Linked DNA regions of Macaca mulatta: region 2 is linked to region 1. Evidence: chromatin contacts called from public Hi-C data. All regions are on one chromosome and are shown on one strand. Each heading gives the region's core, a stretch centred on a gene start, on an enhancer-like site or on the middle of the called end of the contact. The rest is flanking DNA. Distances are from core to core; before and after follow the strand shown. Region 1 holds the start of GGT7 (gamma-glutamyltransferase 7). Region 2 holds the start of MYH7B (myosin heavy chain 7B).

Region 1 (6,905 bases), core at 295-2,794:
GAGAGGCACACACAATGGGTACACGTTTTGGTGATAGACTGTTACCCTCCCTGGGCACTCCTACCACACAGCTCTGAGTAGCCCTCTCCTTCCTATCCTCTCTCCCAAGTCCTACCACCAAACCCCAGAGCTGTTCCCGACACACTGCTTCCCCCTCCTGTCTATAGTTGCTACTGCAGCTGCTGTGCGTATAGTAGATTTTTCAAGCACTTCAGGCTATCCGAGACTGGTCTGGGGTTGGGAAGAGAAAGAATGTGTGTATAAAGGCTTCACCAGCCCCCTCTCTCTTCCTGTGGACTTCACAATGAAAGTTTGGACCAGAGACCTCGTAAGAGAAGGAACCTCCCTCATCCTTGGATATGGAGAAGTAGTACAAGCTGTAGTGTGGTTGGAATTTCTAAGTGGAGAGAGGATGGATGGGTTTGGAGGGAATGAGTTTACCAGATTAAGGCAATGATGATGATGATGATGATGATGATGATGATGATGATGATGCCATTTATTGAGTAGGTGCCAAGCCCTATACAAATTGCTTTTCATTCTGTTACTTAATCCTCATGACAACCCTCTAAATTGGGTACTATTATTCTTTCCATTTCACAGATGGGGAAACTGATAGGGAGATTAATTGTCTTGCCCAAGATTACACAGTGTTTGAGCGGTAGCAGAATAGAACCCAGACATTTAGACTATGGAGACCTATTCCCCACCTTGGCCCATTCCTGCCCTACCACCACTACCACCACTCCTTCTTTCTCAAAGTGTCCTTTCCAGAACCACATCAAAAACTCTTAAAATGATGGTAAATATTCAGGTTCCAAGGACCTCATCCCAGCCTACTGAATCATGACCTCTGGAGTGGAATCTGGGGATCCGCTTTCAAAGACCCTAACACACACTAAAGTTTGAGAATGAGGTTGAAAGAGGAGTCAGAAGTGTCGGGGTACGGGAAGGGATCTGAGGTCAGGGGAGGGAACTGTTCTCCAAAGAGGAGTCTGCAGTCAAAGAGGCCTGGGGACGAAGTATGGGCTGGGGTTTTCAAAAGGGCCTGCGGGTGAAGACAGAGTCTGAAGTCGAAAAAGAGGTCTAAGGTCGGAGGAGGAGTCTAAAATCGGAGGAGGGGGATCTCGGAGTTCAAGGAGGGGTCCGGGGTCCGAGGAGTTTGGGGTCAGAGACAGGATCGGGGTCTAGAGGGATTTGCGGTCAGTGAAAGGGTCTGGGGTCCGAAAAGGAAGCCCGGGATTTGAGGAGGATACTAGCTGGATTCAGACTGGAAGGAGGAACGGGTTTGGTCCCTGAGCTGCGTAAAGTGCAGAGCCACTGAAGTCTCACTTGCTCCGCGCTCTCCCCTCGACCCTGCGCTGCCTTCCTGGCTCTCCATCTACGCGCACCTGCGTGCCAGCTGCAGGCTGACAGCGCTGAGCAGGCGGGGGCGAGTCAGCCCGGGACACAGCCAAGGGCGGGGTGAGGCGCCCCCTCCCGGCTGTCCCGAAGCTCAGGCCCCGCCCTCCGCCCTCCCACTCCCTCACCGCAGCCACTTCCGGCAGGCGCTGCGCTGCTGGGGGGCGCGGGCGAGGATGGCGGCGGAGAACGAGGCCAGTCAGGAGAGCGCCCTGGGCGCCTACTCGCCAGTGGACTACATGAGCATCACCAGCTTCCCGCGGCTGCCCGAGGACGAGCCGGCGCCCGCGGCCCCGCTGAGGGGCCGCAAGGACGAGGACGCCTTTCTGGGAGACCCCGACACCGGTGAGGCCCGCTGGCCCCGTCCCTGCCCTGCCTTGGGAAGTCCCGGTCTTCCTTCTTCTGTGTAGAGCATCCACCTCCAGCTCCATCTCCTTAATTCATTCCCATCTTCTTGGACCTCTCCATTCTTCTCCCTTGTCTCTGTTAATTATTTGGTGGGGAAGGGGTGCATTTCTGCCTTGGAGGCGTAGGATGCGACAACGGGGAGTGTGCTAGGGACTGCAGTAGAAGGGATTGGGCTTACCTTCTGGGAAGAACCAACTAAGGATGAAGGAATGTTGGAGGGGAGATCCTAAGGAACCTCTGTGATCACCCAGAAGAGGCCTTTCTCTAGCCACAGAGGACAGGATACGAGAAACCAAGTCAGAGACTGCAGCAAGAGGGATCCAATCTATGCCTTAAGAGAAGTTCCCCACAGCCAGGGATTGTGGGAAGCAGAGGGTCTGAGAGAAGCGGAGAATCTCTTCATGTGTAGGGAGGGGTAAAGAGAATATGATTCCCCTCTGCTGGGTATTGGGAGACTGAGGCATGGACTGCATGACCTCTCAAAGTCCTTGGGGACTAGAACGCCTTCACTGTCCTGTGGATTACCCCACCTCTCCCCAAGCCATGGATCTGGCCGGGGTATTAGTAAGGTACTCTGCTCGCTAGGAAGCAGTCTCCAGAATTTTACTGTGTTCCCCTCAGCCCTCTGCTGGAATTGTGAGAAGTGGGAGTAGAGAGGGAGGAGACAGGGATTGGAAGAACCTGGGGGCAAAGAGCTCTCTGTGCATTCCTTCCGTGCTGCTCTTCCTCCTAGCCATGTGGCCCAGCTCCATCCTCTCCTCCATTCTTCATCCTTCATCCCCCATCCCTCTGTCCCTGCACGTCACTTCCTGGCATTAGAGCATCCTTCTACCTCACTCGCGCTTCCTCGCAGTGCCTGCACTTGTGCCTTGTCTCTTCCCAGCCTGGCAGATGCTGCTTTTCCGGCCTGGCCCTTCCCTAGCTGCTCCCAGTCTGAGAGCCCCAAATTCTCTTCTCCTCTACACTTTCTGGTCATCTGGCCCTCACCAGCAGCCCTTGCCAACCTGACTGGACTGCACTCTATATGGGGTGGGGGTGAGGAGATAATGAGGATGGGGTTGAGAGGTTTATGGGCATCAAATGTCAGGGCTGCAGATCAAAACTTATTTTCCAAAGGGAGTGGAATCAGGAGGTAGCAGGGAGAGGAGTGGGAAGATGTGTGGTGATGGATATCAGCCTGAAGCTAGGCCTTTTATTCAGTAGTCAGGAGTGAGGCTTCTGGTCCTAGTACAGCCCTGACTCACTGAGCGACAATGGGCACACCTACCCTGTCCTGGGCCTTAGTTTCCTCTTCCAGCTCAACAGAGAATGCCTGTCTCTTTTGACCTAGAGATTGGAACTGCCTGACATGTTTTCTTCTGGCCCTTTGTAAGTGTCTTAGCATTTACCAAAATCTGTGATTATTTGTGCAGTTATCTTTTTTTTTTTTTTTTGAGACAGAGTCTCACTCTGTCACTCAGGCTGGAGTGCAGTGGCACGATCTCAGCTCGCTGCAAGCTCCACCTCCCGGGTTCACGCCATTCTCCTGCCTCAGCCTCCCAAGTAGCTGGGACTACAGGCGCTCGCCACCGCGCCCAGCTAATTTTTTGTATTTTTAGTAGAGACGGGGTTTCACCGTGTAAGCCAGGATGGTCTCGATCTCCTGACCTCGTGATCCTCCTGCCTCCACCTCCCAAAGTGCTGGGATTACAGGCTGGGATTACGGGCACAAATAGGCGCCCAGCCTATTTGTGCAATTATCTGATTACTCCTTGTCTGTAAGCCCCATGAGGGCAGGGATCATGATTGTTTTGTTCACTCTCCTTTCTCCAGCATCAAGAACTTTTCCCTAGGCCAGGCGCAGTGGCTCATGCCTGAGGCGGGTGGATCACTTGAGGTCAGGAGTTCAAGACCAGCCTGGCCAACATGGTGAAAACCCATCTCTACTAAAAATACAAAAATTAGCTGGGCATGGTGGCGGGTGCCTGTAATCCTAGCTACTCGGGAGGCTGAGGCAGGAGAATCACTCGAACCGGGGAGGCAGAGGTTACAGTGAGCTGAGATCATGCCACTGCACTCCAGCCTGGGCGACAGAGTGAGACTCAGTCTCAAAAAAAAAAAAAAAAAAAAAATACACCAGCTGGGCGTGGTAGCTCACGCCTGTAATCCCAGCACTCTGGGATGCCAAGGCGGGTGGATTGCCTGATGTCAGGAGTTCAAAAACAGCCTGCCCAACATGACAAAACCCCGTCTCTACAAAAAGTACAAAAAAAAAAATTAGCCGGGCCTGCTGGCAGGTGTCTATAATCCCAGCTACTCAGGAGGCTGAGGCAGGGAGAATCACTTGAACCTGGGAGGCAGAAATTGCAGTGAGCCAAGATCGTGCCATTGCACTCCAGCCTGGGCAACGGAGTGAGACTCTGTCTCCAAAAAAAAAAAAAAAAAAAAAAAAAATTAAAAAAAACCCAAAACCTCATCTCTATATATTTATTGGGTGCTCAATTAATAATTGTTGAATGAATAAATGCATGAGAGAGAAGATCTCAGGATGAAATAATGGTAGGAGAGAGCAAGTTCCAAAACCTCAGGGAGTATTTTGGGAAGTTCAGTACAGGCTCTGCCCTCACCTGTACGGAAATCTAGCAAAGATCCTAGTCATCTGAGCTTCTGGGAGCTTATAACTTATGCCAAATTTATGCACCAGGTTTGTGTGTTGCCATCATATCAGTGTAATCATACGAATGCCATGTCTCCTAATCCTACTTCCAAGCCCCAAGACTCCCTTGGTTCACCTGGACCAGACTGCAGGCTGACATGGCCTCCTGTGTTCTCAACCTGGTAGTGCCATCTAGTGGCACAGCACCATCCTCTTAGCCAGGACCTTGGTTGTGCCCAGCTTGCCTCTGGCCTGCCATTCCCTAAACCCAAGTGCCAGGCATCCCACATCAGGCTCTGTGGGAAAGAGAGCTAGACAGTGATCATTCCAAGGTTGGGAAATACTTTCTTTCTTCTGAGCTCTAAGCTCATGTGTTCCTTTCTCTCTCAGGCCTGTGTCTCCAGATGTCCTGCAAGTGCCTCATCTCTAGCGTGTTCTATGCTGAACTCATCATATCCCTTCCCCATGCACCTGCTCTTCCTCCACTGCCATTCTCCATTAATGACACTGCCATTCATCCAGTCTGCCAAGAACGAATGGCATGCTGGACTCCTTTTCTTCTCACTTCCAAATGGTGATCAAGTGCTCTCTGCACCCCTCCTAAGTATCTTTCAGATTCCTACTCATCATCCCTGTCATCACCACTGTAGACTAAACCACCAACCTCTCTTATCAATATTATTCATAGGCACCTCCTACCTCCTACCTCTTGCCCCTGTCCCCACCCCAGTCCATCTATCGCCCTGCACTTCTGGTCATGTCACTCCCTGGTTCAAGTATCTTTGGTGATTCTGCCGGGCATGGTGGCACACACCTGTAATCCTAGCATTTTGAGAGGCTGAGGTGGGCAGATTGCTTAAGCTCAGGAATTCAAAACCAGCCTGGGCAACATGGCGAAACCCTGTCTCTACAAAAAATACAAAAATTAGCCAGGTGTGGTGGTGCATGCCTGTAGTCCCAGCTACTCGGGAGGCTGAGGTGGGCAGATGGCTTGAGCCCTGAAGGTTGAGGCTACAGTGAGCTGAGATTATACCACTGCACTCTAGCCTGGGCAACAGAGTGAGACACTGTCTCAAAATTATGTATACATATAAAATTTATATTATATATATTTATTTTTATTTTATTTTTTAGTGATTCTCCCCTTAAGGGAGTAAACGACAAGCCAGGGATGACCCTAACTTCTAGCCAAGATCACTCTCCTAGACTCTGGACTTATATAATCAATTCTGTTCAGGATTATTTTGTCATAAACCCAGCTTAACTGAGCTACATCAGAAAAGAGAATTTTACTGGGTAGCACGATTGAAAAGTCCAGGGATATGGGTTTCAGGCATAGCTGGATTAAGGTACCTAAAAAGGAATGGACTTTTCTCCATCTTTTTCTCTGCCTTCTTTCAGTGGGCTTCATTGTCAGAAGGCCTCCCATTTTATTGGGGGCAAGATGCCCCCAGCAGCTACAGGCTTACATCCTATTAACTTAGCAACTTAAGTGTAATAGAAAGAGAGCCTTTCTCTTTCCCAATAGTTCCAGCAAAAGAAGGAAGTTTGGGTCTTATTGGCCTGAATTTTGTTCACATGCCTGTTACTGCACAGAGGTACCTGTTCTGGTTGGTCAAGTCTGAGTTATATACTTTGGTCAGGGATGAGGGAGTGGGCTGAGGAGAAAGAATGTTCCTTAAAAGAAAATTGAATAAGAAGTGGTATCTAAGCAGATACCAGGGATGAGCCCTGAAGGTAAAAATTAGATATCTACTAGGCCAACTGCCTCCAGACATCTTCTTCTGGTCTCCCACAAATTTATAATAACCAAAATTGAACTTGTCGTCTTTTCTCCCATCTTAATCTGGTTGCAAATTAATCTTTTCCCAGTATCCTGCTGTTGCTCTTCCAATCAGTAAAATCAGCACTATTATTGCCCTAGCTGTTCCACAGTGCACATGGTAGGTACTCAGTAAATATTTTTATTGTATAAATGAATAACTTTATGATGGACTGGTGGAGTAGAGAGTCTTGAATAGCTATGATAGGGGCGTGTCACCTTTATCTCCTGGATTCTTATATCTGACTGGAGAAAACAAATTAAACCGTACCTAGGGCCGGGCACGGTGGCTCACGTCTGTAATGCCAGCACTTTGGGAGGCCAAGACGGGCGGATTGCTTGAGGCCAGGAGTTTGAGACCAGCCTGGCCAACATAGTGCAACCCCGTCTCTACTAAAAATACAAAAATTAGCTGGGATGGTAGCACATGCCTATAATCCCAGCTTCTTGGGAGGCTGAGGCATGAGAATTGCTTGAAGCCAAAGGCGGAAGTTGCAGTGAGCCGAAATTGCACCACTGCATTCCAGCCTGGTAGGAAAACTATGTCTCGTAAACAAAACAATAAGTACCAAGAAATAGCAACAAAAATTAGCTTGTAAGGTTGGTTTCTAAGGGTAGAAATGGCTCTTGATGCCATGT
Region 2 (6,441 bases), core at 1,050-3,549, 83 kb before region 1:
CTGGGATCCTCCCCAAATCTTGCCATAGACACCTGATACTCGTCATTTGGCACCCATCTTGGAAGAGGGGAACCTGCACAGAGAACCCCGGGTCATGCTTTTTATTTTCAATTTCATGTTGCACTAGAAATAGCTTCTTTTGTTCCTGGTTGACCCAGTAACCTCTTCCTGCCACCTGGGGCCTATTCTAATTAATAGCTGCTTATCCCCTCAGGTACAAAAGCCAACAAGGAAAGGACATCAGGAAACATTGTTCTGGTAATAACCAGACACCTATCTACCACCATCTCCCCCCATCCTGCGACCACACACGGGAGACTGGAGGACTCAGCCCGTCCTGTAGTCAGATAATGTACATGCTTTATTTAAAGAGTCAAAAGGGGCCGGGCACAGTCGTTAACGCCTGCAATCCCAGCACTTTGGGAGCTGAGGTCGGTGGATCACCTGAGCTCAGGTGTTCGAGACCAGCCTGGCCAACATGGTGAAACCGTCTCTACTAAAAATACAAAAAATAGCCAGGTGTGGTGGTGGGCGCCTGTAATCCCAGCTACTTGGGAGGCTGAGGCAGGAGAATTGGCTTGAACCTGGGAAGTGGAGGTTGCAGTGAGCTGAGATTGCACGATTGTACTCCAGCCTGGGCAACAAGAACGAAAACTCCATCTCAAAAAAAAAAAAAAAAAAGAGTCGAAAAGATCTTGGTCCCTGGGTTGGGCCACTGATTTACCATCACCAGGAGTTCTCACTCCTAAATTTCTTTGATCTGTTCTCTTCACTGCATCTCCACAGCTGCTGCACTGGCTACGGCCTCATTATCTCACATCTTAACTCTCTCTGCTCTTTCTCTAGCCCATCTCCCCACTTCCAAACCATTTGTCACGCTGTAACCAGTGCCTAACACACAAAACTAACCATGTCTTTCCCCTGCTTAAAGCCCTTAGCTCCTGTTGCTCAGTGGAACTGGCATCTGAGGCTACCTCGCCAAGCCTAAGCGCCTAAAGTCCTGTTGGAACCCTTAGGCCCTTCCTCATTATCCACACCAAACTCCTCCGTGTCTGTAAAACGAGCCGAACAACCCTCAGAATTATATGCCTTCGCTGCTTTTTTTTTTTTTTAGGACAGGGTCTTACTCTGTCACCCAGATAGAAGTGCAGTGGCACGATCTCAGCCGCGGCAGCCTCCGCCTCCGGGGCTCAAGGATTCTCACGCCACAGCCTCCTGAGTAGCTGGAATTACAGGCACGGGCCAACATACCGGGCTAATTCTTGTATTTTTAGTAGAGACGGGGTTTCGCCACGTTGCCCAGCCTGGTCTCCAACTCCTGAGCTCAAGTGATCCACCTGCCTCGGCCTCTCAAAGTGCTGGGATTATAGGCTTGAGCCACTGCGCCCAGCCAGCCTTTGCTGCTTTTGTTCCTGCAATTTGGAACACTGTCCCCATCCCAGCCTCTCACCTCTACCCCTACCTCCTTCACTACCTACACCTTCCTAGCCATCCTTCAAGACCCCAAAAGCCATCCCTGAATACTTCAGAAAAGCACTGTTTATTGCCTACCTTATCAGATTGAAAGCAGTGGCTGTGTCTTATTCATGGTTAATTCCCTAGAAGCTGGGCTGATACATTCCATTTAACTAAAATTCTTATCAGGTGCTTCGGACTGCAGACAAGCCTATCACAACCCAGAAGGAAGAAACAGGGAAGGCACCTGTGGGCTGCCAAGCAGTGAGGTGGGGGTAGCAGTCATGAATCTGCATATTTTTAAAAGCTGCCCCAGATCCTGATGTAAACGGTACTGGAGAGTCTGACAAACACAGGGTTCCCCTCAAACAGTCCTAACTTCAGCATTCCTGGAAAAATGAAAATCCTTTCCTTTTGCCTCTAATGCTTTCCCTGCTGCTATTCCAGGTTAACAAAATAAATAGATAAAATCAGGGGGATTTTTCTAGGACCCGGCTGCGCTGGGAAACAAGCCTGGGTTCTAATACAGGTTCAGCCCCTGACGTACTACGGGCCCCTGACCCTCCCTGGGGCCTCCATTACCACGACCACCCCACCCTTATCAACTGTGTGCCCCTGAGGTAGTGAGTGTCCCGCTCTGAGCATTAGTTTCCCCATCTTCCACTGGACGTCGCCAGCTCTGACGCTCTAAGAGCTATGCATACCCGTAGCTCCCCGCCGACCCCGACGGTCCCCTCCCCTCCTTCCCAAGGTCCGTCCGCCAGGGTGCAGCCGACACACTCCTAACGCCAAGGCCGCCCTCTCAACGACTGCCCCTTCCTAGCCGCGACTCAGCGGCAAAGATATGGGTCTCTGTCCCCGCCCTACTCTTTAAGCCGGCCCGGGGCGGTACGCGCAAGCGCACTGGGTCGCATCGAGGCCCCGCCCCCCGAGCCTGGGTAGCGGTGCGAGTGCCGAGAGAACCGTGAGCTGAGAGGAGGCGAACGAGTAGGTTGGCGCGGCCACGGCGGCCGGCACGGGTCACGTTTCCTCGGGGGGGAAGATGTGAGGGAGGGGTCTGGCGAGGGCTTGAACTCCGGAGGCCGGGAGATCTTGTAGCTGAAACCCTTCGCATGCGCGGGGAAACTAGTGTCTCTTGAGGGGGTTGGGCTGGCGCGCGTTGATCCCAGACTTTCCAGATCTCCTGCCTTTAGATCGGGCCGGTGTCGGGGCCAGTGGGCCAGTGAGACTGGAGCCAGTTAGAACTACAACGGGGAGCGATTAGGGACAAACTTTGTCCAGGGTGAAAGCGAGCGGGCCCGTGTAGTGGGGCCAGCCTGGGCAGCCGACCGTGTCGTTGCCTCGGGGCCTTTCTAGTCTCTGGTCTAGTCCTGGGGATAAAGTCCGACCCATTTCCTTGTGGGCGTTTTGAGGCTTTCGGTGATCTGGCCCGTCTGTCGTTCTTTCTTCATTCATTCATGTAATGAATGAATACAGTACTAAGCGCGGCTAACACTAGATAGAGAAGTGATCAAGACAAACACTGTTCCCGCGGTGCCGGGAAAAGTGATGGGCTGTAGAATGTAGAAGCCCAGGGCGGAGAACAGGGACGGCTTCTGGAACTAAATCGCGAACCCTGATCAGAAGTGGTGGGGAGAGTTCCAAAGAGAAGACAGCACGTGCCAAGGCCTGGAAGGGGGACAGAGGCCGACGTATCCTGGTCACCGAAGATACCTCACTCTGAATCTGTTTCGTGCCCAGGGAAGAGATGACAGTGGCCGGGGCTAGGCTACAAACACTGGAAATGGAGATAAATAACGGAATTCAAAGTACTATATACTTAGGCAGCAAAATCCACAGGATTTGCGGACAGTGAGATGTAGGAAAGAAGTACTCAGGGCTTGGGTACCTGGGTGGGGTTCATCAGAGGAGAAGCAGATTTGTGGGAGACAACAACAAATTCTATTCTGGTTGTGTGGAGACTCGCAGGAAGCAATTGGATATCCTAGTTTGAAGGTAGGAAAGTATTGCTGTGAAGATGTAGATTTGAATGTCATCAGCAAAACAAATAAAGCAAAGGGAGGGCCGGGCGCGGTGGCTCAAGCCTGTAATCCCAGCACTTTGGGAGGCCGAGACGGGCGGATCACGAGGTCAGCAGATCGAGACCATCCTGGCTAACACGGTGAAACCCCGTCTCTACTAAAAAAAAATACAAAAAACTAGCCGGGTGAGGTGGCGGGCGTCTGTAGTCCCAGCTACTCGGGAGGCTGAGGCAGGAGAATGGCGTAAACCCGGGAGGCGGAGCTTGCAGTGAGCTGAGATGCAGCCATTGCACTCCAGCCTGGGCGACAGAGCAAGACTCGGTCTCAAAAAAAAAAAAAAAAAAAAAAAAAGCAAAGGGAGGGTTGAAGCTGTAGAATGAGAAAATAAAGGGCCCACTTAGCACCTTCATCGTGATTTATTTTTTTTCTTTCTTTTTTTTTTTTCTGGACGGAGTTTTGCTCTTGTTGCCCAGGCTGGAGTGCAATGGCAAGATCTCGGTTCACCGCAACCTCCACCTCCCGGGTTCAAGCTATTCTCCTGCCTTAGCCTCCCGAGTAGCTGGGATTACAGGCATGCGCCACCACGGCGGGCTAATTTTGTATTTTTAGTAGAGATGCTGTTTCTCCATGTTGGTCAGGCTGGTCTTGAACCCCCAACCTCAGGTAATCCGCCTGCCTCAGCCTCCCAAAGTGCTGGGATTACAGATGTGAGCCACCACACCTGGCCCATGGTGATTATTTTTATGTCTTATCCTTCTCCATGTCCCTGGTACCTAGTCAAGGGACTGGCATTAAATGCAAATTAGCGTTTGCCAACTAAATAAAAGCCCAACAGCAAACAGATGTCGGAATTCCAGAATTGTGGAATGATGGGGGCTCATGGAGGGTTTCATTACTCTAATGTCAAAGTAATGGGTTCTTGTCCTGGCTCTGCCACTAGGTTTCTGTATGACCTCTGACAAGTCTCCTCCTACCTGTAAAGAGAGTATAGTCAAAAAATGGTCTCATGTATAGAGCTGCTTTTGAGAAATTTCACACTGATTTTTCTTTTAATCCACACAGCAGTCTTACTTGAAAGGGAAGTCGGCCAGACGCGGTGGCTCACGCCTGTAATCCCAGCACTTTGGGAGGCCGAGGGCGGGGGTCACGAGATCAGATCGAGACCATCCTGGCTAACACGGTGAAACCCCGTCTCTACTAAAAATACAAAAAATCAGCCGGGCGTGGTGGCGGGCGCCTGTGGTCCCAGCTACTCGGTAGGCTGAGGCAGGAGAATAGTGTGAACCCAGGAGGCGGAGCTTGCAGTGAGCCGAGATCTGCGCCACTGCACCCCAGCCTGGGCGACAGAGCGAGACTCCGTCAAAAAAAAAAAAAAAAAAAGAGAGAGAGAGAAAGAAAGAAGTCATATTATTATGGACTCAAACCCAGGTCTGTCTGTCTGTCTGTCTGACTTGAGCCTTGGTCGTTACTATGCCTGCCCTCATCTATGTCTCACTCAGCAGAGATATCAGGACACTCCTGAGGTTACCTGCACATTCTTTCAAAGCATGGTGCTGAGGCCGGCAGACCTTCATAATTGGCCTAGCACTAGCTCTGCCATGGGGACAGGGGGATAGAGCTGAATGTGATGGAGGTTTCCTATTATTCTCTAACTTCCTTCCTGGGGACCACTGAGTTGGGCAGCCATGTTATGTTAAATGACAACAGGGCACAACAAAAGTAATGACGGTGTTTCCAGATTTTTACCCAGATCTTAAACTCCTGAGGCCTGCTGAAAAATGAATGAGTACCAGGGTGTGAGTTTGTACACCTCTGTATGTCTCTGGGCAACCAATCAGACAACTCCTCCTATTACACTGGACACTTGGCTTTCCGCGATTTCCATCTTGCTAATGTGATTTCTCAAAAATATTTTCTGTCTTTTGGTGCTTTGATAATAAATGTCCATACATGGAATGTAATCATTTCCTGCTACTAAGATTCCTTCTGGTTAGTATAAGGGAGGAGTTCACATTATTTGCATTTCATGATATTCCACGAAGAGCTCCCTCCCCCTTCCCATGTAATTTATTTGAGATCTGCTGACATGAGTTGTTGGAGCTCGAAGGGAATTAATAGTGTACTGCAGTGACTCCTATCCCAGGAAAACTTGTTAAAAATACAAAACCTCGGCTTGGCGTGGTGGCTCACTTCTGTAATCCCAGCACTTTGGGAGGCCGAGGGGGGTGTATCACAAGGTCAGGAGATCAAGACCATCCTGGCTAACACGGTGAAACCCCGTCTCTACTAAAATACAAAACATTAGCCAGGTGTGGTGGCGCATGCCTGTAATCTCAGCTACTCGGGGAGGCTGAGGCAGGAGAATCACTTGAACCCAGGAGGCAGAGGTTGCAGTGAGCCAAGAGCAAGCCACTGAACTCCAGCCTGGGCGACTGAGTAAGACTCCATCTCAAAAAAAATAATGATAATGATAATAAAAATAAATACAAAGCCTCAACCCATCCTTTCCTTCAGGCCTCTTGAATCAGAGTCTCTGGGATGGGACCCAGGAATCTGTATTCTTTCCCAAGCTCCCCAGAATGTTCAGCCAGGTTTGGAAACTACTGATCTACCCATTCTTCTTGTTTCACAGTTAGGGAATCTGTAGCTCTGGGAGGGGAAGGAACTTGCCCCAGTCACATCTGATATCAGTGCTTCTTTCTCCAATGAAGAGCATTAGGCTGGGAGTCCAGAGACATGGGTTCAAGTCCAGGCTATACCAGTCATCACCTCGGGCAAGTCATTTCACCTCTCCAAGCCTCTGCTTCCTTACTGTGAGAATAATGCCATTGTGTTAGGAATCAAAAGAGAGAGTGGCAATGGAAATGCTTTGTCAGGCTTTCTATTTCATGCACATGGAAGTTGTTAAGAGCTAGAAGCAGCCAGCGTTCATTCCTGTATACCACGCTGTTCCCTTCCAACAGAG

What was found. Hi-C and Micro-C count contacts between places; a contact is called where the count stands out from the background.
Region 2: a contact with region 1 is called in a Hi-C map of liver, with 6 times the contacts expected there. The contact joins the promoter of MYH7B here to the promoter of GGT7 in region 1. A contact is called at or near these places in 5 of 14 Hi-C or Micro-C datasets (CD4 T cells, blood, cortical neurons and 2 more).

Annotation. Positions count from the first base shown.
Region 1 is chr10:87,662,596-87,669,500 of T2T-MMU8v2.0, reverse strand. It overlaps GGT7 (gamma-glutamyltransferase 7), which reads left to right and starts at 1,544. Exons shown (of 15, transcript NM_001267003.1): 1 at 1,544-1,746. The coding sequence starts at 1,578.
Region 2 is chr10:87,746,721-87,753,161 of T2T-MMU8v2.0, reverse strand. MYH7B (myosin heavy chain 7B) reads right to left here and starts at 2,299. Exons shown (of 45, transcript XM_077951643.1): 1 at 2,160-2,299; 2 at 1-73. It overlaps GSS (glutathione synthetase), which reads left to right and starts at 2,386. Exons shown (of 13, transcript XM_015149156.3): 1 at 2,386-3,450.